Regions from separate parts of the Sus scrofa genome. Here regions 1, 2 and 4 are each linked to region 3. Evidence: chromatin contacts called from public HiChIP or PLAC-seq and promoter capture Hi-C data. All regions are on one chromosome and are shown on one strand. Each heading gives the region's core, a stretch centred on a gene start, on an enhancer-like site or on the middle of the called end of the contact. The rest is flanking DNA. Distances are from core to core; before and after follow the strand shown. Region 1 holds the start of GPATCH8 (G patch domain-containing protein 8). Region 2 holds the start of TMEM101 (transmembrane protein 101). Region 3 holds the start of UBTF (nucleolar transcription factor 1). Region 4 holds the start of G6PC3 (glucose-6-phosphatase 3).

The links. Promoter capture Hi-C pulls out the DNA fragments that hold promoters and counts their contacts. HiChIP or PLAC-seq counts read pairs in DNA pulled down with a chosen protein or histone mark.
Region 1: a promoter capture Hi-C map of fetal skeletal muscle shows a contact between it and region 3, with 3 times the contacts expected there. The contact joins the promoter of GPATCH8 here to the promoter of UBTF in region 3. A contact is called at or near these places in 3 of 5 promoter capture datasets (fetal liver, fetal skeletal muscle and liver), 20 of 47 Hi-C or Micro-C datasets (alveolar macrophages, brain, embryonic fibroblasts and 12 more) and 2 of 2 datasets of contacts at active chromatin or transcription factors (alveolar macrophages and skeletal muscle).
Region 2: an H3K27ac HiChIP or PLAC-seq map of alveolar macrophages shows a contact between it and region 3. The contact joins the promoter of TMEM101 here to the promoter of UBTF in region 3. A contact is called at or near these places in 1 of 5 promoter capture datasets (liver), 1 of 47 Hi-C or Micro-C datasets (liver) and 1 of 2 datasets of contacts at active chromatin or transcription factors (alveolar macrophages).
Region 4: a contact with region 3 is called in an H3K27ac HiChIP or PLAC-seq map of alveolar macrophages. The contact joins the promoter of G6PC3 here to the promoter of UBTF in region 3. A contact is called at or near these places in 3 of 47 Hi-C or Micro-C datasets (retroperitoneal adipose tissue and skeletal muscle) and 1 of 2 datasets of contacts at active chromatin or transcription factors (alveolar macrophages).

What each region holds. Positions count from the first base shown.
Region 1 is chr12:18,773,271-18,779,303 of Sscrofa11.1, reverse strand. It overlaps GPATCH8 (G patch domain-containing protein 8), which reads right to left and starts at 2,800. Exons shown (of 8, transcript XM_021066861.1): 1 at 2,641-2,800. The coding sequence starts at 2,685.
Region 2 is chr12:19,163,871-19,170,555 of Sscrofa11.1, reverse strand. It overlaps TMEM101 (transmembrane protein 101), which reads right to left and starts at 4,923. Exons shown (of 4, transcript NM_001244685.1): 1 at 4,781-4,923; 2 at 4,279-4,459; 3 at 3,293-3,439; 4 at 1,542-2,570. The coding sequence starts at 4,917. The coding sequence ends at 2,262. NAGS (N-acetylglutamate synthase) reads left to right here. Exons shown (of 6, transcript NM_001097520.1): 6 at 5-158. The coding sequence ends at 158.
Region 3 is chr12:18,986,041-18,992,279 of Sscrofa11.1, reverse strand. UBTF (nucleolar transcription factor 1) reads right to left here and starts at 2,431. Exons shown (of 20, transcript XM_021066877.1): 1 at 2,027-2,431.
Region 4 is chr12:19,123,702-19,130,104 of Sscrofa11.1, reverse strand. G6PC3 (glucose-6-phosphatase 3) reads left to right here and starts at 3,814. Exons shown (of 7, transcript XM_003131354.4): 1 at 3,814-3,915; 2 at 4,084-4,335. The coding sequence starts at 4,118. LSM12 (protein LSM12 homolog) reads right to left here and starts at 1,475. Exons shown (of 5, transcript XM_021066900.1): 1 at 1,264-1,475. The coding sequence starts at 1,387.

The DNA.
Region 1 (6,033 bases), core at 1,551-4,050, 210 kb after region 3:
AGAATAAAATTCTACAATTCTAAATTATCTTGCCAAAATGTGACAGAAAGGCAAAGACAGTGATAGTCATCTAGAACTCACCAGAAAAGGTGCACAGAAAAATTTCCAGTGCTACAAGATCTGTTTAAAGCAACAGCATCTGTGCACTTTGTTTGGAAACCTACTCTGGATTTGTTTTCAAGTGTACTCCATAGCGTCATCTCATTTATCACTTAAAACCTTAAAAGGAGGCCACAGTTAATTCTGAATAGCCTGACCTTGAACAATGTTTCAAATACTCTATATACAGAAGCATCTTTTCTCTCCAATTTTTTTTTTTTTTTTGTCTTTTTGCCATTTTCTTGGGCCGCTCTCGCATATGGAGGGTCCCAGGCTAGGGGTCGAATCGGAGCTGTAGCCACCGGCCTACGCCAGAGCCTCAGCAACGCGGGATCCGAGCCGCGTCTGCAACCTACACCACAGCTCACGGCAACCGGATCGTTAACCCACTGAGCAAGGGAAGGGATCGAACCCGAAACCTCATGGTTCCTAGTCGGGTTCATTAACCACTGCGCCACGACGGGAACTCCTCTCCAATAATTTTAAATCAAGTAACATCACTAATGAAAATCAATCTACATTTTCCCCTACATTAAAACATCCATGAAAAAATAGTACTTTTAAGTATTTTTAAGTAAGTGATTTTCAGAAATGTTAGCACAATTAATAGAAAGTTCTAACATTCTGTAATTATCTAAAAGGTTTTTATTACCAACACCGTATTTACCCACAATACTAGGATGTCTGAATTTAAAAAAACCAACATTTACCTGGCTGACACAATATAGTAGGAATTGGGTATTCCAACTTAAAAGCAATAAATAAAATACATGTAGTATCTTCAAAGAATTACCAAGCAACCAAAAGCAGGTCTCCACTAAAGCAACAGAAAAGAGAATCATTTTACTTGGAAAAAAAAAAAAAATAGAGGTTTTCTCGATTTTTTCAGGTGACCACATTCATACTCTGCTCTCCAGTTTTCAAAAACTGTCAAGGCCCTGCAAATCCTGTTTAAGACTGCTGAAATCCTGTGGCTGACAAACACAAAACTTAATTGTCCATATTATCTATTTTCAATTTTACTAAGTGACCTTCAAATTACCTCCTCTTAAAAGTATTTGAGGGTTTTAGTTGTCACCCGTCTCTTTAAAAACTACCAATAAACCCCACACATCCTGCAGCTTACTCATGTTTTATGGTGCTCCCTAAAAACAAAACCAAACCCACCACCTTTTCCAGAGATCATGTCCCAGGGAAACGGCTAATATGAACTACTTCAAACTTCCCTGGACTTGCATAATATCTTCAAACACCTTGAGATCTTGTGTAGTGCTGCAGCTATACAGCAGGCGCCTGATCACAAGGCTTTTCGACAGCCCCCAGATCCCTTACTGCTGCTGCAAAACTTCTCATTTAGCGTTCTATGCATTAGACTGTTAACAGTGTTGGCTGAACTGCTTTACCTGTTTATTTACCAACCCAATCTTCCCGGGGAATTCAAACCATTTCAAACTGCCTTTTGAAACCAAACTAGAATATCCCCGTGTTGCTGAGAAAGATCTGCAGCGGGATAAAAACTTGAGTTCGGTTGTTCATCCCCAGACCCAAACTGCTGTTGCTGGGATATGCGGTAGTAATGCAGTGGTTTCTTTGAGACTCTGAGGATGTCTTTTACCCTAGAAAGAGCCCATCTCTACCAAATGCCCTTTAGTCGCAGAGATTTCTGCGGTAACAATGCTCAACAGGAAGGTATTCGAAACAGCCGAAAGACGTGTTGTTCTCATTTGGCCTTTATTTTTTCCTCCATAACGCCTGCCATGGCAAGGACATTTTTCCAGACAACATTTGCAACTTTGGAAAGAAAAATCAAGCCTTTGATACTAGTCATCATCTGCTTGTAAAGTCCGTTATCATGACGCTTCTTACAAATCGCTCAAGGTAGGATTTGGGGCTAAGCTTACATCGACCATCTTCCAAGCTGTTTTGCAAGGCCAATTAACGGCCTAATGACAACAACAACATTTCGCCCAGGAAAATCTCATTGTGTGACTAACCAAGAAGGCATCTGATAAATAAAGCCCCTTTTTTCCGGGCAAGGAAATGATAAAATAGACAATGAAAGGGATTTATTTGTTACAGTGAGGAAAGAGGGAGAAGAACCCCAAGAAGAGCCGTACGAGCAAAATCCAGGGGTTCGGGAGCCCTGGTTTCAGCAACACTCGCCCCAAGCCCTCTGACCCCCACCCCACCCCCCCTTTGCCTCTGGGAGCCAACCTAGCGCCCGCACACGCCCGGCACACCCGAGGGCAGCACAGCCCCCCACTCAGCCGCCAGGCTGGGGCTCCCAAAGCCGCAGCCGGAACAGACCGAGGCCGCAAACCCTGCCGCCTGAATTAAGAGGTAAGAATACGAGCTGAGAGGAGATGCGGCCTCGCCTCAAGCTTAGGAGGCCCCTGGAGGAATCGGACGCGGGAGAAAAGGGAGCCGGTTCGGAAGCCGGAGCAGAACGGGGGGGTGGGGGTGGAGAGCTGGGAGCAGGGGATGAGGAGGTTCTGGCGCGGCCAGCGCCTTCCCCGGATCCTCGGCGACGCCCGTGTTTACCTGAAAGTCTCGGTCCTCGTTGAAGCGGGAGAAGCGGTCCGCCATTTTGCCGCCTTCACTCCTCTCAGGACGACGCTCTACGGTTCGCTCCGTCCCTCCCGCGACACCCGCCCCCTCGCTCCCCTCCCCTGTTCCCCGCCTCCTCCCACGCCCACCCGCGCGCGCAGGCGAGGGAGGGAGGGAGCGAGATTGCGCGTCCCGACCCGAGCCCCGCTGGCGCAGGCGCCCTTCTGCCCCAGGGGCGGAACCTCCCCTCACGTCCCCGCTCCGCGCGCGACCCAGAGCGACCCCCGGCGGCCGCGCGTGCGCACTCGCAGCGGAGGCCTGCATGCGCTTCCGGAGAGAAAGGTCAAGAGGGGGCGCCGCTCGCTTGGGTGCGGATGTTTTCCACCTGCTCGTTTCTCCCAGTAGGGAGATGTCTTCTTGCCCTCTTGCTTGCCTAGGAACGCAGAAGCCCATCCTCTGCTTTCTTCACCAAATAAGAGCATAATGTAGTGGCTGAAAGCGCGGATTTTGGACCCAGACTATTAGGTTCGAATCCCGGTTCACTCTGAGGATTGAGTGGCGAACGAGACAGGAAAGATCTCTTCTCTCATAGTGCTTACAGGGAAAACCAGATAAATAATAAAATAATTACATAATTTTAAAAATTAACGAGTGCTACCAAAAAACCAAAAAGGCAACAAGAGCAAAAAACCAGACTGGTCATGAGAAGAACGCCCTCTGAAAAGACCTTTGACCAAGGAACAGAAAGGGGCCCGGCAGCCTTGGAGCACTCAAAGGGCCAATGACTACTAATAACGTGACATTTTCTAACGATCATTAGAGAGAAGTATTTCCCAAGAGACCAAAGTCTATTCAAATCAACTACAGCCCTCTGGGCTTCAGCTTCCATTTAAAAAAAAAAAAAAGGAAATTGAATTCAGTAATCTCTACTGCCCCTGCCTAGCACTGACTTTGTATGAGTTATGAATCAGATTTTTCCATCTTTTGACCTTCCTGAGCACCCCACCCAGCCCTCCAGCTCCCTTAGCCAAAATACATAAAACCATAAGAAAGACAGCTGGACTTGCCTGCTTTTCCAAAGAGTAGCTGATGGAAATCCCACGGTGGAAAAATGACTCTTTCTCTACCTGAGAATCAAAATGAAGGTAATTTTTTGGAAAGAATGTGTGTATCTTCTATTCTTTTGTCACACTTTGCCTCACCCAACTCCTAGTCCAAGAATATAGTTCTAAGCAGTGAAAAGAGCTGCCTCTTTGTATAAGGAGAGGCAGAACACTCAGAATTTAAACATTGTGAAATGACTTGTGCATAAATGTGGCAACCTGAATCCCATGGATACACAAAACACATTTACCTCTTCTCCTCTTAACCCCACTAAAATGACATTTAAAGGATAAAGTCATAGGGAGTTCCCATTGTGGTTCAGTGGGTTAAGAACCCAGCTAGTATCCATGAGGATGTGAGTTCGATCCCTGGCCTTGCTCAATGGGTTAAGGATCCAGCGTTGCTGTGAGCTATGGTGTAGGTTGCAGACCTGGCTCTGATCCCAAGTTGCTGTGGCTTTGGTGTAGGCTAGCAGCTGCAGTGCCAATTCGACCCCTAGCCTGGGAACTTCCATATGCCACAAGTGCAGCAATGAAGAGAAAAGAAAAAAAAAAAAAAAAAAGGACTAGTTACGAGGCAGTTCAAGGGGCTGTTAGACTCTAGTCCCACCCAGGTAGCAAACTGGGAGGGTTCTCCTCTGAAAAGGCTGAACCACAGAGGCATCAACATATGTGTCACAGCTAAGGAGGGAGCCATCATGCTGAAAATGGGAAGATTTGGTAAAAGGCAACCTTCTTGTCAGAGAGCAGGTCTTCTCCTGGCAAGAGACTATAGGATCCCTCTCTGAGAAACTGAATGGCTTAGTGAGAAAAAACATACACATACCAAAACTAGGAGTGAGGAGTGGGGTCTCCTCAAGATAAGATCTTGTTCCTGCCCATGTATCCCATAGAGAAGTCCATCATTCAGGTAGCCCCATCCCATCCACAGAGCTCTCCCACTCAGCTCTTGAATATGCATGGATAGCCAGTGACTACCAGACATTGAAGGAGAGACAGAAATAACTCCCATCAAGAACCAAAATGAAACAACAGGAAAAGGGTTTCCGAAGAGTCAGAGGTAATGGAGGTAGCAAAAAAAAAAAAAATTATAATCATTATCCATGGAGACATAAGATCACATCAGAGAACAAGGAACGACATCAGGGAGCATAGGATGCCGAATAGAGAATATTTGGAGATTGAGAAATAACTTTTAAAATTAAAAAATTTTAAGCAGAAGTTAAAAATTCAATAGAAGAGTTAGAAAATAAAGTTGTGGGAAGTTCCCAGAAAATGGGATAAAAATACACCTGGCCCAAGCCACCCTAACTTTCTCCTTTATTATTGCAATACCTACTAAGTGATCTGCTGCTACCTTGACCCCCTACACGCTTGAAGGTAGTGATCCTGTTAAAAAGTCAATCACAAATCATTAATCAACTATGAAGGAGAAAAATGTCTTTTTTGACCTGCAAGCTATTAAAAAAATTATTTCCCATATACTCTTGTGTTGGAAGCCGCTAAATTATATTCCACAGCAAAACAAAGGAGTAAAGTGAGAAAGAAGGAGAGCTGAGATCCAGAAAGCAGAGATGGAACCTGAGAAAGAAGCAAAGAGAATTCCCAGTGTGACCGGTGTAGAGACATTCCAAGATGACAGCTGTGCAGCAGGCCTAAAAACATCCCATCCAGATGAGAACAGGAGGACATAAGCGGACAGAGGCCCTCAGGAAGGTTATTGGTGAAAAGAAATCTAATGGAATATCTAATAGGTTTTAAGAGAGATTTACACTTCTCCAAAGTGTTTAATGGGGGAAGTCAATGAGTGATAAGAATGTAGAAAATTGGAGTTCCCATTGTGGTCAAGCAGAAACGAATCTGACTAGGAACCTTGAGGTTGCAGGTTTGATCCCTGGCCTCCATCAGCAGGTTAAGGATCCTGCGTTGCTGTGAGCTGTGCTGTAGGTCGAAGATGTGGCTGGGATCCTGCATTGCTGTGGCTGTGGTGTAGGCTGGCAGGTGTAGTTCCAATTTGACTCCTAGCCTGGGAACCTCCCTATGCAACGGGTGGGGCCCTAAAAAAGAAAAAAAAAAAGATATTTAAATCTTCCCGTTAACCTAAAACAATAAAACAGCCAATTTTTTTTTTTTTTAACTGACAAATGGATTTACAGCAAACCCCATGCAAGTCCCATAAAGCAAAGGAGAGGAAGGTTTTTTTGGTAGAGGAGAAGGGCAAGTTGGGAAGGGTTGTTATAAACAAGAAGTTCACGGGAGGAAACTGGGAGTTCAAAGTACAGTG
Region 2 (6,685 bases), core at 3,674-6,173, 180 kb before region 3:
CCAGGTACTTCAAACACAGTGATGGCAGCTTCTCCAACAAGCAGTGGATCTTCTTCTGGTTTGGCCTGGCCGACATCCGGGACTCTTATGAGCTGGTCAACCATGCCAAGGGGCTGCCGGACTCCTTCTGCAAGCCGGCTTCTGACCCAGGCAGCTGACCTTCTCCACCAGCCCTGTAGGCCCTGGGACAGCCAGGGTGGACCAAAAGCCATGCCTGCTGGAGGTGTTCCCAGGCAGCCAGACCAGGCTTGCTGGCTGAGTGATCTGCAGAGGAGGTGGCCCCTACTCTGCCCCGCCCAGAGCGGGGCACCTGAGTGAGGACAAGTACAGGAAGAAGGGCCTGCCCAAGATCCCCAACTTGCTCCAAAGCCACAACCAGATGGCCTTCAATTTTCAGTCCAGGGATTTGGGGGGAGGAGGAGGGCAGGGCTCTACTCAGGGCTTAAGGGTGGGCCAGTCTGTGGCCTCTGTGCTCTTCGGAGGCTCCCTTGCCCAAATGCTCACCCACATCTGCCTGAGACTCCACCACTCATTTGAATTCCTTCAGGTCTTGCAACTTCTCAGGAGGCCTTGATTAAAATGCAAATTCTTGTCTGAATCAGCTTGCACGTGAAGGGAAATTAGCAGTGACCCTCTGGGAGCAGATCCTGAGGGCTGGGGAACCAGGCGACTCCCAGAGGGAAGAGAGGAGCTAAAGGAGACCAAGGCCCCAGAATGAATGCTGCCACCATCTCTCCCACTCAGCTGTCAGCAGCCCCCGGAGGGGCTCCCCTGCCCCCTAGTTAGGAAACATCTTCCATTTCACAGGCCAGACTGGCAGCAGCCCTGGCTCCCTTCCAGGTGGGCTCAGATACAAGCCCAGACTTGGATGCGTTTCCCTGGCCCCCCCTAGAGGTCACATCTCCTCTCTGCAGCAGCAGAACATCTCGGACGGGCAGCAGTCCCAAGGCCCAGGTTTCACTCGACCTTTCTGACCCCCACAGTGCCAAGCGCCAAACTGGCTTCGGGGTTACTTTCGGTCTGGCGGTGTGTGGACGAGAAGGTAGAGGGGTCACTAAGGCACAGCAGGGGCTGTGACAGAACCAACCCCAAGAGCTGCCTGTTTTCCCTTAGGTGAGGGGAGAGTACACGTCTGGGCGTGGGCATTAGAGCTGCCCTGGAAGCCGGCTCTGTGGCACTTCCTCTGAGCCTCCATTTCCTCATCTGTGAAATGCAAAGTCCTGGGCTTCCCAGCAGGAAGCTTAACATTAGTTCCCTCCCTCTAGTGGCCCCACCGAAGATTTCTTTGAAAAGAGCTGGCACCGAATGGGGAGGAAAAGACAAGCCGCAACAAGAGGGACTGACGTGAGAGAAAGCACACGCTACAGGGAGTATGTGGAGACTTTTGAGAGTCAGAGAACTGGGGGAACTTTCGGAACAGGGAAAGGTCATGGGCGGACCAAGGTGGGGCTGAACCAGATATGGGCTTTCAAGAAACCCAAGATCAATCCCAGCCAATGGCAAAGTGTCCCGTGGGGAGAACAGAGAAGCAAAGCCAAATGTCTATATAAAATGTTTATTTTTGGAGGACTGTGTGGTCTGGTGTTTGGGAGGGTGCCCACCCCCACGGGGCTGGAAACAGAAGGCCAGAGGCAGGAAGTTGGCTGCTGCCTGCCCCACCCTTGCACAGCCCGGAGTGGATGGGGGGCCTGTTCTGCCCTCAAAGGGGGTGACAGCTAGTGCTGTTTCTGACACTGGAGTACCCTGAGAGCCCACGACTTCCGCGGTGCCTGGCCCCTCTGCTCTCCCGGGCCTGGTCCACGTGTCCACACACGCACTCACTCTCAGTCTCTGAAAAGCACTGCAAAGCCTCCCTGCATCTGCAGGTTTCGAAAAGGAATTCTTCACATTGGCTCACTGCTGGTTCTCGGTCTCCCTTCCACTGGCTCCCACCCTGGGTACCCCCACCCTCGTCCAGCCTTACTCCCGTCCCTGGGACAGGAGACCCAGGCGCACAGCTGGCCCCAGCTCTCGTAACAAACAGGAAAAAGAAACCCGTAAAGCACAGTCACCAGGGCTCCCCCCCCCACCAAGGCCCAAGCCCAGGAACTGGGGAAGAGACCTGCCTCCAACCAACACGCGCGCGTGCACACACACAACACACAGGGTCAAACAAACAGACCAAAAAGCATAAATAAACATAACTGGGCCAGCAAGGAGGAAGCTAGGGTGGCCCTTGTGGCTCCGCATGCCCATTGCAGCCTCCCGCTAGGCTGTGCAACTCAGCCGTCAGTGGCCAGGATGATGGCGGTCCCGAAGATGCCCACACTCTCTCCAAGGAGCTTCATCTGGTTCCAGAACTCAACGCGCCGGGTGCTGTGCCAGTAGGCAACATTGCCATCAATGAGCAGCATGACCGGGGGCAGTAGTACAGCCAAGATCTGGGCAGCCAGGGTCACGTAGTAGCCTGACAGGAAGGCCAGCGCCAGGACGCCATACAGCACGAAGAAGAGCTGGATCATCAGCTCCCCTCCTGGGAGATGGTTCAGATACGCCAGCCGGTCCTCCTTGCTGTGCTGCAGGGAGTAGGCCTAGAGACACAGCGCCCTCTGAGGCTCTCCAACAGGCCAAGCAGCTTGTCCGGGGAAGGCCTCCCCGAGACACAAGCCAGCACCTACAGGGTGAGCTTCTAACTCCCTCCTCTGCCCAGGGGGCTTTCTGTGTCTCTCCCTCAGGCTAGGGAACACCATGAGGCTGGGGCCTCTGTGTCTCCCCACCCTGCGGGCTCGGAAAGGAAGAGGTTCCACAGTCAGACCAGGACTCTCACCTCTGAACACAGAACCCTGCACATGGGAGATGGTGCCCAGGAACTAAGATGAAGCCAAGTGACCCAGGGCCTGTCCACGTCCCCATCCACCCCGGCCTCCCCTAGCACCCAGGATATAACCGGTTCTGCCAGGCAGCCCCATCAGCTCCAAACCTCCCCTCTGTCCCCTCTCCCAATCCTCTGGGGGCTGAAACCGTGAGAGGAGCAGGCCATCTTGCTATCCTGGCTCTCAGGCTTAGGACTGAATGGTCGATCCACCCTCTCCTCTCCCGGGTGGCCATCATGTTGGAAGAAGGGACTCTGAGCCAGCCCTCAGTCTCTTGAAGGTCCCCCAAGGCTCAGAAGCTGGTCAGGGCAACTGCCAGGAGCCAGGTCATCAGGAACTGCATGCGAGGCCTCATCCTGCCCACCTCCCTGCATTCTGCCAGGCTCAGGCTCACAGCTCACTCCGTCAAGCATCTCCAGTCAACCGTTCCCCCAACCTACCACGCAGATGAGGTAGATGCCCAGGAAGACCTGGCCGGTGGACTGAAGGGAACGGCTGCGGGGTTTCCGACGGTACAGCTCCCCGGCGCCGCTGGCCAGCACAAGAAAGCCGCCGATGATGGCAACTGTGCGCGAGTACATGCGGACCTAGGCCGAGGCGAGGGGACCCCAGTCAGGAACTGAAGCCACCACAGGTCTGCTGGCTGCCCGCAGCGCAGAACTGCCTGCCCATCTCGAAGCATCCCACTCCACGTGATGAACCCTCTTAGCATTTCCAAGTGTGGTGGGCAGGTAGAGCAGAGATAGATAACTCTTTTTATCAGAAGTGAAAAGTGAGGCCCTGAAGGGTTAATAAAGTCGTCCAAGGTCCTACACAAAGTAAGCGGCAGAACCCAGATGCCAAGCATTGCCCCCCCTCCCCACCCCAGTTCTGCTCCCTTGAATCCCAGTGTTCTTTCTGGTGTACAGTATAGTCTGTTCCACAAAGTAACCACTGATCTCACTGTCCTGCAGCTATTCACACATCTGCCTCCCCTACTGGACTGACAGTCCATTCCTTGAGGGTAGTGCCTTAGTCCAGGCTTTTCTCCAAGCATGTAGTGCCTAGCACAGGTTCTGGCATTTACAGGCTTAAATGCTGCCCTAGGATTAATTAAATTTCATAAAATCAGATGGTCAGATCAGATATTTCAAAGGTCCTTTTTGTCCTATGAGTCTGAGATAACAGACTACATCCTAAACCAAGGATTTAAATGTAAATGTAATGCCAACTGTGGTGTAACTTTGGGAAAGTCTGTTTCCCACCTCTGGACCTCAGTTTCCACACTTTGAAAGGCAGGCTTGTGTGGTCTCTAAATCCTTCTGTTCTGCGATCTGTGATAATCTCTACAAGCCTGGGGTTCCGCCTTCTCAGGCTTCACCCAACTGTGCCGGGCACTGGCTCCTCGTCATCCCAGCGAGGTCCCATCTAGGGCCGAGGTGCTCACCTTCAGCCAGTCCCCGTAGTGGACGTAGCCCCCGATGTAGGCGGCGTAGGTGCTAACGGCCAGCTGGAGTGCGGCTCCCAGCGCGAACCAGCGCCGCTTCACTCCAAAGGACATGAAGCTAGCGCACAGCACGGCCGCCCCCATGTCGAAGTACAGGTAGGGCACTGGGATGTCGGGCTTCCTGTGAGCCGGGAGGTGGGAAGGAACAAGGACAGAATGAAGCAAAGAATGAAGCGGGAAGAGCCTCGGGACACCCTGAGCTCCCGCAAGCTCCACTGCTTCCCCAAACCAGAGCCCCCCTCATGGCTAGGACCCCGCACTACCCTCGCTACCCACCTTGCTCCAGACCAGAGTCCCTAACAAGTTTGAGGCCCCAAATCCCCCCCAGTACAAGCGTCCCAACTTTCTGGGCCCCGACTTCTTCCCCACCTCACCGCACCCCCGTTCCTGAGACGGGCCGGACAGCCCCCACCACGTTCAGCGACCGCGCGGAGCCGCTCACCGGCGCGCCTCGGCCCTCTCAGCGTACAGCATGAGCTGGCTGAAGCAGCCCCAGAAGGGGCAGCGTGTGAGCAACACGGAACCCAGCTGCATGATCAGCTGCAGCATCCACCGTCGCGAACCCATCTTCGACGCCATCTTGAAGAAGGGCAGTCCGCCGCGGCCTCACCCCGGCCAGGGAGGTGGGTGAGGGCAATGCAACGCGCAACTTCCGGGCCTCGCGAGGGTTTTTTTTCCCCTTCCGTCGGGAAACAAAGCTCTCTTTCTCTAGTTCTGGACCGAGGGAAGTGTTCTAGCTGCGGGGTTCAGCCTTAACTTCTGCCCACTGAGGCTTAAGGGCCCCTTCGTGTAGCTGTAAAATTGAAAATTAGAGTAGAAAAAGGAACAGTAAACGAACTAACTTTTGAATGCATCTAAACCTGGGCTCCAACCCTATCGCCTTACACTTCACAAGATATATCTGGGAAAGGGGGACAGTGCTGGTCCTAGCACATGGCGGGTTCAATAGTGTACACACACACACACAACCCCCACACCAGAGGAAACCCTCTGCTTCTGCTTAAGTTCAAAGTAGGAGGGTCTTCTAAGAGCCACTCCTGAGAAGTCTGGCCCTGGTCTGCACTTCTGCTGTCCCCTGAGAGAAGAGAGCGCGCTGATGTGGACATGAGACATCTCAATCAGTGTGTTTTTCTCCAGCTCGGTGCTCCCACTCTAGCCCAAACCACCACCTTTTGTCAGTTTAACTGCAGTAGGCTTCCACCGGTCTTCCCCACTTCTTTGTTTTCAGCTCCTCGGTGTTTTGCTTTTTCTTTTTTCCTCTTTCTAGGGCCACACCCAGCAGCATACGGAATTTCCTGGGCCAGGGGTGCTGCGCCCGCTTTTGCAGAAACACCAGGTCCTTAACCTACTAGGCCACAGGGGGAACGCCTCGGCTCGCCCATTTTATGTTCTCATAACCATCAGGCACCCTTCCTTTGATTCACTTGATATATTGGCAATTATATACTTGTGATTTTTTTGTTTGTTAATGACTAGATTAACACTAGATTGTGAGCTCCATGAGGGCAAGGATAACATCTCCTTTTTTTACTATTATATCCTCAGGGCCTAGGAAGATGCATTCATGAATTGTGTGCTGCATAGATAAATAAACACAAGGTGTTACCACTACGTTTTGTCTCAGTAATTATGTGTTGAATAAATAAGCAAAAGTTCTGGGCACTCTGGGATTGCCACCACAACGCTACCCCTACCTATCTTCCTCCACCCCCACCCTGCAACATATAAATTCATCTTCTAATACTGAAGTTAAGACTACAAGTACTTCCATTAGGCCTTTTAATTTGGGAAATCTGTTTCCATTTCCCTGGGGGTAGTGAAGGGAAGAGGGCTGGTGTCCAAATAACATTTCTGACAATGTGAATTTAAAATTCACCATCATGGGAGTTCCTGCTGTGGCACGGTGGGTTAAACTCAGGCATTGCCACAGCTGTGATGCAGGTCACAGCTTCGGCTTGGATTTGATCCCTGGCCCAAAGAACTTCCAAGGGTGCAGCCAAAAAAGAAAAAAAAAAAAAAATATATATATATATATATAATTTATATGTAACATATAAACTATTATATCATGAAACTATATTTATATTTGCTTGTGTTCTAATTATATGATCATATTATGATTTTATTGTATGTTATATTTATATTTATATTAATATAACATAAAATAAAGTTTCCAATCAGCCAGTGAAAGCTAGACAACAAAACACCTTTTCACATCTAGTTTTCTTACAGTCACTAGAATACGGGATTCCCTTGTGGCTCAGCAGGTTAAAGACCCAGTGTTGTCCTGCTGCAGTGACACAAGTTCGATCCCTGACTCAGAAACTTCCATTTGCCACAGGTACTA
Region 3 (6,239 bases), core at 1,182-3,681:
GAGAACTGCGCCTGCCGGCTCGGAGAAGCGCGGGCTCCTCCGCCTGCTGCCGGGACTCAGCTCGGGCCTCGCTTCCTGCCCTCCCCTCCCCCGGTTCTCGGCGTCCTCTCCAGTGCCCTGGCCCTCTCTCGCCCAGTCCCTTGCCCGGAGGTCGTCCCGGGTCCCCTCCGGGCGTCCACCGTACCCGCGGCTCGCTCCCCGCCGCCCGGCCCCGACCCCAGCGCGCGTCCTCAGCCGCCTCGGTTACCCGGCACAGCGCGGCCTCCAGGCTTCCCGCTCCGGCGGCTCCCTCCCCGGCTCTGAGCGGCGGCGCCCTCCCCCGCTCGGCCGGGCACAGCCGCAGCTCCCTCCCGCGGCGGCAGCGGCTCCTCCTCCGGGCGCGGCGGCAGCGCTGGGGCGGCGGCTGCTGCTGCTGTGGCGGCGGCGGCGGCTGTGGCTGCTGCCTGCTGCTCCTCGCGGCGAAAAGCACAAAGCACAGCGCCCTCCGCCTGCAGGCAGCCCGCCCGCCGCCCGCCCGCCGGCCCCGGCCTCAGCTCGCACACCCCCCGCCGCCGCCGCAGCCTCCGCCGCCGGAGCGGGGAGGAGGAGGGAGAAGGGAGGAGGAGGAGCGGGAGGGGGGGCGGGAGAAGCGGGGCAGCGAGCGCGTCCTTCCCCGTAGAGCGCACACCGACCCCCGGGGAGCGAGCGCCAGCCCGCCCGCCTCGCCGGCTCCGCTCCCTCCCACAGCCTGCCCGGGCGGGCTCCGCGGGGGGCAGCTGGGAGGAGGGGCGGGAGCTGGGGGACCCGGGCGGCCGAGGCGGAGGGAAGGAAGGAGGGGAGGGGGTGGTGGTGGTGGTAGTGGTAGTGGTGGTGGTGGCGGCGGCGGCGGCGGCTGCTGCCGCCGGAGAGGGGGGGGGCCGGGGCAGGGAGACACGCAGCCGCCCGGATGGCGGCGGGGCTCGGAGCCGAGGCAGGCGGGCGGGCGGGCGCCGAGAGCGACCTCGCCAGACCCGCGGGGGAACTGGCAGGCTCGGCCGGCGCGGGAGGGAGGGCTCGAGGCGCGGCCGCAGAGAGGGTGCCCGGAGGGCCCCCCGGCGGCCAGGGAGGCTCGGGGGGTGCCTGCAGCCTTGCTCCGGAGCTCTCTCTTAAGTCTTCCCAGCTCAGATTCAGGTTTCCACGCCGGCCCTCACCCGCTCCCCTCGCCTGCCTCCCGGAGCGGGCGGTCCGCGCCCACCCTTATCCCCGGAGCGTAGCCACCGGCTTGGGGCGCACGCCCGCCGATCGCGGCGCCAGGCTTCGGAGCCTGCCTCGCGGTCGCCTCGCTGCCAAGCAGCACACACACGAACTTTTAAAAAATTATTCCTACAAAATATCCTCCTTGCAAATTAAAAAAAAAAAATCCTGTGCTTACACTCCGCAAACGGCGAGGGGGCAACGGGCTCCGGCGGAGGAGCCTTTCTGGGAGCTGGTTCAATCCAGCCCGGCATGGCTCCCCAGGCCTGCCCGGGCGCATGGAGATCGTCGCTGCCGCCGCTCGCAGCAACCCCTCTCCCCCGAAATCCGCGGCGCTGGGGCTCACTTACCGAGCGTGTGAATGGGAGTGCGGGCCAGGGGCGCCTTAGGGGTGCTGCGGGCCGAAGAGCCGAGCCGCAGCTCCGCCGCAGCCGACGCCGGGGCAGCGAGTCGCCAGACAAAGCCCGAGATGGCGAAGCGGAGCGACGGCTAATGGCGAGCCCCACGCGCCGCGCTCCGCCCGCCCCGCTCCGCCCGCCCGCCCGCCCGCCTCGGCGCAGCGCAGCGCCGCTCCGAGCGCTCGCCCGTCAGAGCCGCCTCGGCGCCGCCGCCTCCCGGGCCACTCCGGCCTCGCCTGGCCCCTCCGCCTCCTCCGAGCGGCTCAGCCTCACCCCTTCCCTCCCACCGCTCTGGGGGTTGCATGAAAATAAAAAAAAAAAGAAAAGGAAAAAATGCTTTTCTTTTTTTTTTTTCCTTTGGCAGGGCGGGCTTGTTGAGACTTTCGGGTCTTTTTTTGCCCCCAGCTCGCACTCACCTGCGGAGCCGCCGGGAGGGCTAGGGGTGGGGGCGCGCGGGGCTGTAGCCGGCGAGCGCGGGTTGAAAGCTAGCCAAGCTCTGCAGCGCCCGACCCGGGCGTATACGCCGCCGCCAGTCCCCGCAGAGAAATCGTCCTCCTACCCCCGCCTCCATCGCTCTGCGTTTCTCTTCCAATCAGCCGATCGCTTGGCGGCTCCTCCATTCTCCGGCCAAGCCCGCTGCCTAGAGCGAGCTCCACTCCTCCATCTGCTTGCCCGGATCCTCGCTCCCCTGCCGGGGCCGGCGAGGCGACGTGGGGCCGGAGGGGGATTTGCGAGGGAACCTGCCGGCTTCCCGCTCCCATTGCTCCCTCCCTGCTGCCTCCTGCCTCCTGCTTCTCTCCTGCGTCTTTCCAACTCTCCCCTGTCGCCACTGGTGTGTGTCTGAGTGTGTGCGCGGGTTTTTTTTTTTTTTTTTTTTTTTTTTTTTTTTTTATTGCTCTTTGCTTTTGCAACCCTAGAGCCAGAGCGGAGTGGGTGGGGGGTGGGGAGCAAGGGGGAGTGTTACAAAAAAACAAAAAAGAAAGAAAAAGATAAAAGCAAGCAAATAGCTCTTAGGCTTGCAACACATTGAAAAACCCGGGGAGCACCCCGCCTAGTCCGATCTCGGGGCTCCGCCAGGGCCTTCCGGGTTTTGGAGCGAGCCCCTCGTTGTTCTCAGTGCCCCTCACCTCCTACGGGTTTAGGATCCGAGGAAGTCCAAGCAAAAAGTTCTCCCCCTGGGCCGTAGCAAGGGGGTGTCAGGGTGGGAGGTGGGGGTATTTCTCAAGAAGCAGCAACCGTCCCTCCCACCCCGGCTTCAGTGGCTGGGCCGGCGTCTGGATAAAGAGCAAAAACCCCGTTGGGTTTAGGCAAAGGGGTATCCGGGGTGAACTTGGAGCTTGAGACCTCGCTTCGTGCATCTCCCCTTCGGTCTCTGCCGCCTGTCCCCTGCCAGCTCCCCCTTTAATTTTTTTTTTTTTTTTTCCCTTTCCTTTAATCTAATTTCTTCCAACTCCACCTTTGTTGTTAACCGGCGTCACGCCCGGACCAGCCAATCCCCGCCACGCAATCGGCTTGTCAAAAAGGCTCGGCCAGCCCTGGGAAAGCAGGCTGCGGGCGCTGCCCCCCACCCTCCACTACCCCCACCCCCGGCAGCGGCGGCGGGGAGCCAAGAGGGGAGCCTGGCACCCGGGCCTCGCCGCGCAAGCCGCAGCGGGGCAGCCTCCTCGTAGGCCTCTGTTCTCCTACCACCCTGCGGGCCGGGGATCGAAAGGCCTGGGCGGGACCACCATCCACCCTCCCAACTGCCGTCGTCTGTGGTTGTCTTCCTCTGCCTGTCCTCCTCCGCGGAGGGTTTATCTGGACGCAGGAAGCCAGATGACAGTCTGAAGAACGCCCGCTTCCGACAGGCGAGCCTACAGTTTGGGCCATCGCTCCGGGGGCAGCGCCATTGCTCCCGGCTCCTGGGATGCCAGCCTACCACGCCAGCACTGCTGCGGCCACATCTCGGCCAGCTGGGTCACTGGCCCCTTTGGACTCTCCCCTGGCAAACAGCCTTCTCCATCTTCACAGGCGGGCTTCGCTGCTGCTGCTGCGGTTCCTCATGTCTCCCGGGAGAAATGAGATTCCTTTTCCAGGGCTTCCAGAGCCCACATCTGCCACGTTTCATAAACAGGGAGGAAAATCCTGTCAAGATCTGGTGTGTCAGGATTTTCTAGTGGGTAGAGCACGTAGGAGGGGCCGATTTGCCTTGATGCTAATGAAGTTTAAGCTTCAGGGCCCCTTATCACAGGGGCTGTCTTAGGCCCTTAATTTTGATCCATCATTTGGTATTTTTGTTAAAGAGGCCTGGCAGCACCCCCCCACCCCCACAATTATGCAAGTTTCAGCTCCACAAGCCCAGCTCTGCCCTTGGCACCTACAGAGGGCATTTTGTGTATGATCAAGCCAACTCATACTGTACTTAGAACTGGCAGGGACTGACTTTCTTCTTCTGACTGGGAAACAGCAAAGGGTTTGGAGTCAAAAGTTCCAGCATCTGAGCCTCTCGGCTTCCTCGCCTTCTTAATGGTTTGAGTTTGATGGGATCTCCTAACTTCATCTGAGCCCAGTTTCCTTGACTATAAGATTAAACTAGCAATCTTATGTTCTCTGCTCTCCTCGCCAGGGGTTGGAGAGTCTAGTGAAATGATGTACGTAAAGCTGTTAAACTACTCCGCAATGTCACTTGTGACGATTACAGTGGGAGAAACTTAGAAACAAAGTTCCAAGTCTTTCATACACAGATCTGGAGTCCAGGTGTCCTGGCTCCCCGCCTAAACTTCTTGGCTGGGCCAAGGGGCCTTTCGGTAAAGTACTTTGGAATAAAACAGGATGAACATGAATCATAAGAATGATTATTATTGATTTTTCATTCCTTGGGCAGCAAAAGTCATGGCTGGAACTCGTCCCACTTGGAAACTGATTGGCTTGTTTTACATCTATTGTGTCTTTGGTGAGGTCAGGAGTCTAGGAGTTGGGCTGTGGGCCAGGGCCTGAGGGAACCTACCCTTGGCCTTTTTTCTTTGGCCCCTCTTCCCATTCATTCCCCCCTCTCTCCCAGTTTTCTGCCCTGCGCCTTGATGCAGAGCTTCGGCATTTCACAACCCCTGCCCAGGCTGGTGACAGGGCACAATCCTAGCTACACATTCTCCACGTAGCCCCAGATTTTCCCTGGGTTGCCAGTATCCCAGCACTAGCTCATATAAAACCCCTACTGTGCCTGGAATGCCTAAACCAAAGTGTGGCACTTAAATTTCTATTCTATGTGGTAGAATACCAATGAACATGTTGTTTTCAAAGTTATGTATTATAACGTGTATTTGGAAAAAAAAATTTTTTTTTTCTTTTTTGGCCACACCTGCAGCATGCAAAAGTTCCCAAGCCTGGGATCACACCTGAGTCACAGCAGCAACCTGAGTGGCAGCAGTAACAATGCTGGATCTTTGACCCTCTGAGCCACCAGAGAACTCTGGAAATGTTATTTTTAAAATTTAAAATGGTGACATAAAGCTTCTTCTTCTTTCTGGAGGTATTGTCCCATGTTTATTTGTTTGTTTTGTTTATTCTGGCCCACCTGTGGCTTGTGAAAGTTCCTGTCCAGGGATCAAACCCACCCTCCAGTTGCAGCCTGAGCCATAGCTGCAGCAATGCCAGATCCTTAACCCCCTGTGCCACAAGGGAACTTCAAATTTTTCTTTTTTTTTTTGTCTTTTTGCCATTTCTTGGGCCGCTCCTGCGGCCTGTGGAGGTTCCCAGGCTAGGGGTCGAATCGGAACTGTAGCAACCAAGCCTACGCCAGAGCCACAGCAATGTGGGATCCGAGCCGCATCTGCAATCTACACCACAGGTCATGGCAACGCCGGATCGTTAACCCACTGAGCAAGGGCAGGGACTGAACCTGCAACCTCATGGTTCCTAGTCGGATTTGTTAACCACTGCGCCACAACGGGAACTCCCCAATTTTTCTTTTTTATTGAGGTATGACTTACAGACAATAAAATGTACACAACCTAAGAGTATAGCTTGATGGATTTTTACATATGTATACATAGTATATGTGTACATTTATATATAATGTAACCACCACCCAAAGCAAGATACCGAATATTTCCAGCATTTAGCCAGCTCCTTCAAATGTCAGCAGTATTCTGAGCTATTGCCATAGTTTAGCCTGTTTTCGGACTTCATTTACGTGGACTCATTCAGTATGTTTTTGTTTGTTTGTTTGTTTTGCTTTTTAGGCCGGACTCGGCGCATGGAGGTTCCCAGGCCAGGGGTCGAATTGGAGTTACAGCTGCCAGCCTACACCACAGCCACAGCAATGTCAGATCTGAGCTGTGTCTGCGACCCACGCCATGGCAATGCCGGATCTCCAACCCACGGAGCGAGGCCAGGGATGGAACCTGAAATCCCATGGTTCCTGGTTGGATTCGTCTATGCTGCGCCATGACGGAAGCTCCAGTATGTATTCTTTAACATTTGACCTCTTTCACCCAACTTTATCTCTGATAGTAATCTATGATATTGCGCGTATAGTGGTTTATTCCTTTTCGTTGCTAAGTAGTATTTCATGGTATAACTATACCATAATTCATCCTTTTCACTTTTTTTTTTTTTTTTGTCTTTTCAGGGCCACACCTGTGGCATATG
Region 4 (6,403 bases), core at 2,565-5,064, 140 kb before region 3:
CCACTTGGATCCCACGTTGCTGTGGCTGTGAAGAAGGCCAGCTGCTGTAGCTCCAATTAGACCCCTAGGCTGAGAACTTTCATATGCTGTTGGGTACAGCCCTAAAAAAAAGCAAAAACAAAAACAAAACTATTCTTGCTGTAATTAGTTTCAAAGGACATCTTCCTAAGCTAGAAATCTAGGACTAGTGGTTAAATAAATTAAAACACTTGCCACTCAAAAGCAACTGACTCAGAAAGAAACTTCCTTTTGAAAGGTGCCATTAAAAAATTACTCCAAGAAAAAAAAAAGCCAAATAAACCCACCTGTGGCTCAAATAAGAGGGGAAGGGGTGGCACATTTATTACAACCAGGAAGTATTTTGTTTCCAAGAATGACTTTCCTGGAGTAATTCAGAAATCATTTCCACCCCGAAGAGGCTACTTTTTCCATTCTAACACTGCCACTTTCCAAAGGGAAGGCTACTACTATGGAAAATCAGGATTCCATGCGCTGGGCTGAGCAAGAGAATATAACTTACTCTTTCACCTGTAACCCATACATCGATACATAAGCCCCCGAAAAACGTGGTCCTCTCTCTGCACCAGGTTTCCAACACAAACATCCCCAAAATAGCAATTTCCATATGACTGAGAAGCCCAAAATTCAGCACTCCCCGCCCCCACTGGCACCACAAGCACACACACAAGCACCAGGAAAACAAGCCCCATCCCCAGTTCAGATACAAACTCCTATCCTGCACTTACTCTCCCCCCAAAAAGGAGAGACCCATTTGGTCACTACCCCACCGCCCTTTCTTGGACGAAATCCCATCAGCAGACAAACCACCTAAACTCCATACCCTTGTCCCACTAGCAGTTCCTTACTCTGCACACCCCGTCCCCACAGGATTTTACCCTCCCCGCCTCCATCCGGGCTCCATTCCCCAGCCCCCTCCCACGACCACCCCTCTTCTAATCACTGTGTCCTCTCTCCTAGCGTTCGTCCCGAAAAGCCACCCGCGTGTCAAGCCCCCTCCACCCACCCACCCTCGTACGGGGCCCAGCTCCCACAACGCGTGGGGGACAGGGTCCCCACCGCGGACCGAGGGACCCGCGAGAGGGGGAGGGGAGCTCAGGGCCGCGCGCATGCGCTCCGAGCGCCGCGGTAGCCGGTCGCCCCTAGGCCCGGAGAGGCCCCAGCCACCGCTGTCGTCCCCCGCCCCCCCACCACCACCGCACATACACGCCGGCCCGGCCTTGGGCTCCGCGCAGGGAAGGATACTTAAAGCCAGCATTTTGGACTGGTAGTCGAAGGCTACCACCTCGCCCTGCAGCCGCTGCTCCTGGCACGTCCGGCACGACACCTGGCTCCCAACGCTGAAGTACTCGCCCGGAGGAGCCGCCATCTTGGGAGAGCAGCCGCGGCCGGCGGCAGCGGCGGCAGCAGCGGGCGAAAGCCGGGCCCCCAGTGAGCGCCGCGCCGCGACGCACGAGGCGTGCTGACGTCACACGCCAGGGCGTGGCCTGGGTTGGGTGGGGCGGGATCCTAGGTGGAAGAGGGTAGACGAGGAAATAAAGAGGAATCTAAATAATTATGTTTGTGCAGCTGCGCCCACTTGGTGAAGTGTTTGCAGGGTCCATTTTAGAAGTTAAAGATAAATGACCTATGTAGAATAAAAAAAGGAAGGAGGAGGGAACTGCAATCTTCATTACGTTCACGCCTAGACGCAAGAGTTTAATGAATGAACTCTGTATTTTACATATGAGGAATCGAAGTCCCAGAAAACTCATCAAAACTTGCTCAAAACGATTATACCTAGTTATAAAGTGGTAGTGGAAAGGACTTTGGCTGTCGAATTGGCTAAACTGGAATCAGTATTCCACTGAGTTATATGACCTTGAGCAAATTATTAAACCTGATCCTGTTTCTTTACTCCGTATGTATTGTCGCTATTGAGCACCCAACAACCCTTCGATGTAGAAGTCAATATTCTCATTTTATAGATGAAGAAACTAAGTCTTAGGCTAAACTTTTTCCAAGGTCGCACAACTAGCAAAGATTCCATCTACCTGTTTCCAAAGAGAGTGCTATTTACTGCTATGCTATATTAGACAATACCTCATAGAGACTTTGGGAGGAGTGGAAGATAAAAAAAATAACGAGTACAAATGCATGGCATGTAGTAGGTCCTTAGTAAATGGTAGTATCTCTGCCATCACCCCTCACCCTTGGAACTCAAAATTCTTCCCCATCTCCGGTCTTGTCCCCTCCTCCAGAAAACCAAGCAAAGAGTGAGGAGCAGTGGTAGGGACAACTGTAGCCATGGAGCAGGAGTTTGGGGCTCCCTATTAATGACTATCTAAGATCAAAAACAATTTTCCTAACGTGTAAGTACCATGCAGATGCATTTTCAAGCCCTACTATTGCAAATTACCATCCCTAACCCATCTACCCCTCCACTATAGAAATTCTGGAGCCTCACGTCTAAATAACAACAGGCAGAGGGAGGGACACAAAGGGCCAGACCTGACACTTCTTAACCTGAACAAAGTTCAAAAATTTTTCCTTGCCTTGCAAGAGCCATCAACTTCCTAATGTTGGGTCAATATTAGTATAATCATTTTAATAGAAATAAACATTCAAATCCCTCATCCTTGCGTTTTTCAGAGAATCTTCATGTCTCCCCCATAAGTCATAAATAACTGCCACTCCACTTTTTATGCAATGTTGTCATTGTTGATTTTCATAAATGGTTGCCAGGCACTGTTAGAAAAAGATTCCTGGAAGAAGTAAAAAATCTGAGACCTGAAGGATAAGCGGCGAAAGAGCGTGGCCATGTTCCAGGCAGAGGGAACTGCAGATGCCAGGACCCCTGAGAGAAGAGAGCTTGGTGATATCAGGCAGCTCAGAAATATCAGGAAACAGTGTGAGACTGGGCTGGTAAAATTTGTGTGGCTAGAGCCCAAGCAAACTTTCAAAGACTTAGGAAATTGAATTTTTTTTTCCTTTGGGGCAATTGAAAAACATTTAGCAAAGGAGTGAAATGAGATTTTTTTTATCTAGCTTCCCTTCCCCACACCGTTTTAATTAGTGAAATTAATCTTTCCAAGAAAAACCCGGATTTACATTTTCATCTTCACCCTTAAAAAACAAAACAAAACACTCTCCAAGAACAAAGTTGCTTGAGGTAGGAAGGAACCACTTCAGCAGTCTCCTCCCACCTCACCTCTGCCTTTAGGCAAGACCTCGCCTGGAATAGCTGAGATTTCTATTTTCTGTGTGTGCTCCTTCAGAGGATTATTCCAATTTTTGTCGTGGGTGTGTGCCCCTCCTCTTCCCTTACCAAGCTAGCTACTATCTCATGGTTTATCTGCCCAGCGGGGTTTTGGAAAGCAAAATGACAAAAGGAGAGGAGCAAGGCAAGCTTAGAACTGGGAGGAAGTGTGACTTAGACTGCTATGTGTAAGCCTTTAGGGACAACTTCTCAAGATCAAGAGGCTTATCTGTCAGCCTCTAAATCAACAGCGTTTGAATTCAAGCAGTGGAGGCTTGAACCGATTAGCCAGCAGTGTGTGCCAACTCAGCCTCCCACTTCAGCGCCCACCGGAGATGCCTAGCTCGATCTCCAGAAGATCTCCAAATATCTTTGGAGGGTAGCGGTAGCGGAGGAGAAAGGTTTGGTCTGGAAGGATCCTGGCCCTAAAAATTACATATCCATCCTCACAGCAGCAAAGGAAGGACCCTGGGCGCGTCACCGACCCTCAGGTTAGTCTGTCCCTTGACCCGGAACAGCAGCGGCAGTGGCCTCTTACGCTGATGCCCACGTGCCGGCAACAGCAGCCACGTGGGGATCTGCGGAAACGCCTTCGCAAAGATTTGTCCCCTGCGCTGCCCAGTAGAAAGGAAGGCCCGGGAAGAGCGCAGAAGGAAACGGTACCGGCAGGAGGCCGGGCTGGGGCAAGCCGGGGCTGCCGGGGGCGGGGCAGGGGCGGGGTTTCGCTGGCAGCTGCCGGGGGCGTGGCCTCGACTCCGAAGGGTGGGCTTTGGAGCGCAGTGAGTAGCAGTTTCCTTGTCTCCTGGACTCCTCCGCTTCCGCCCTAGATCAAACCCTGGCCGGGCCGGCCACTGGGTGGTCATGGAGTCCACACTGGGCGCGGGCATCGCGATGGCCGAGGCGCTGCAGAACCAGCTGCCCTGGTTGGAGAACGTGTGGCTCTGGGTCACCTTTCTGGGCGACCCCAAAAGCCTCTTTCTGTTCTACTTCCCTGCGGCCTACTACGCCTCTCGCCGGGTGGGCATCGCGGTACTCTGGATCAGCCTCATCACCGAGTGGCTCAACCTCGTCTTCAAGTGGTGAGACAGCGAAGCCCTCCGGCGTCCTGGTCCCCCACCCCCAAGGGCCTTAAGTCCTGTGCAGTTCCTGATCTCTCTCTCAGCAGGTGCCTCAAAGGCCTGGCACCCTCCCAACAGTGAACCCATGACCCCGTAAAGATCTGCCCACCCCCTAGCCCGTGGCCACTGACTTTTCCCCTTGGAGCATCTTTGTGCGTCTTGGACTCAGACCTCAGAATCCCCCTCCTAATCATTAGACTAGGGTTTAACGGGCCTGATCAGAGAAATCACCGAGGGGGTCGTGTTTAAAATGCAAATACCCCATTCCACCTCTGATGGACTGATTTTGAAACTCTAGGGGAGGGGCTGGGAATCTGTATTTTAACAAGCATCTATGATGACTTGAGTAGCAGGAAGTCCTGCTTCTCAACTCACTGTTTATCACAACTTATTTATTCATTCGTGTATTTGACCGAGTTTTTCAAGAAGTTTTTCAGTTTTTAAGAAGCATCGTTCATGCTAGGCTTTCGCACTAGCTGCTAAGGACGGGGAAGACTTGCAAATTAAGGTGTGGTCCCCGGACAATGGCCAGCAGCACTTAAAGCATTTAAAAACTTGCTCAAAATGAAGAATCTCAGGCCTCAGACCAGGGCTACTGAATCAGAATCTGTGTTTTTAACAAAGACCCCGGTGATTCACGTGCACAGTAAATTGTCAAAAGGACTGGGCTAAAGCATTGCCTTTCAGGGACCACTTTCTCCTCTTCCTTTTCCCCTTCATTCACGAGTGGGCTCTTCATACAGACTTAGAAGCCAGGAATCCCAGGCAAGTGGGTGGAGCCCTTCCGGGCTATCTCTCTGTGCCACCTTTTCTCTCTCAGGTGCAGAAGGGAGCTGTACCTCTTCTGAGCGTGCAGCAGCTGGACCTCCCCTCACCTTAGCCTCTTGCCAGATTGCCAGCCTGGGGGAGGGAAGGGAGGTTCATAGGAGACACTTGAATGGGCTGGAATGACTTGCTGAAAAAACTACCTTCCCTTCCACTCTCCTCTGCAAGGGCTTCATGCCTAGTGCAAACGGAAAAGCGGTTGTCTAATCATTTCCTTCCTACCCAATTGCCTTTGCTTTGTGCTCTCCTTCCTCCAAGTCTGCATAAGCCTCCCTCTCTCCTCCTGTTCCCCTAAGACCACCTGCCTTGGGTAGACACTCTTAATGGCCCCCCACATGACAAAGCCTCTATTCATTTCCTAAGGACTTGTGTGGAGCATCTGGTGTGTGAACCAGGCTCAGTTTTTTTGGGGGGGGGGGGTTGGGAGGTGAGTCCTTTCTATCTTCCTCCCCGGCGTCTTTTCTGATCTCCCACCTTTTTTCTCTTTTCTGGCCACAGCAGCCTCTGCAGTGTGTTTCCTGGGGTCAAGCAAAGCAGCTTTAAAGCCAGGGAGGGGATTTTGAACTTTGTTGGCAACAACTTTGTTGTCTTTCTCATTTTCTCTCTCGACTTCTCTGTCCATTCCACGACTCCCATTTTCAAATCTGAGCGGCTTACCTAAGTAATTCAGGCTGGGATTTGGGAAATGGAGAGAGAGGAAGCAGGAGGGTCTGGGAGGCAGGGTGAGAGTTACGGCCCGGGCTCCGTATAGGTGACAAGAGCAGAGCTGGCCCTGCAGCGGGAGGCGTAAGAATGGGACTTCTGAGCATCTTAGAGCTCACATCACACAGTCTCCTTCCTTATCATTTTTTTAAAAATAGCATGCTTTCGGAGTTCCCGTCGAGGTGCAGTGGTTAACGAATCCGACTAGGAACCATGAGGTTTCGGGTTTGATCCCTGCCCTTGCTCAGTGGGTTAAAGGATCCGGCGTTGCCGTGAGCTGTGCTGTGGGTTGCAGACATGGCTCAGATCCCGTGTTGCTGTGGCTCTGGCGTAGGCTGGTGGCTACAGCTCCAATTAGACCCCTAGCCTGGGAACCTCCATATGCCGCAAGAAGCAGCCCTAGAAAAGGCAAAAAGACAAAAAAAAAAAAAAAGCATGCTTTCTCCTATTCCAAAATAAAACAACAACAAAACAAAACCCTGATAAGGCAATGGCACTGAAT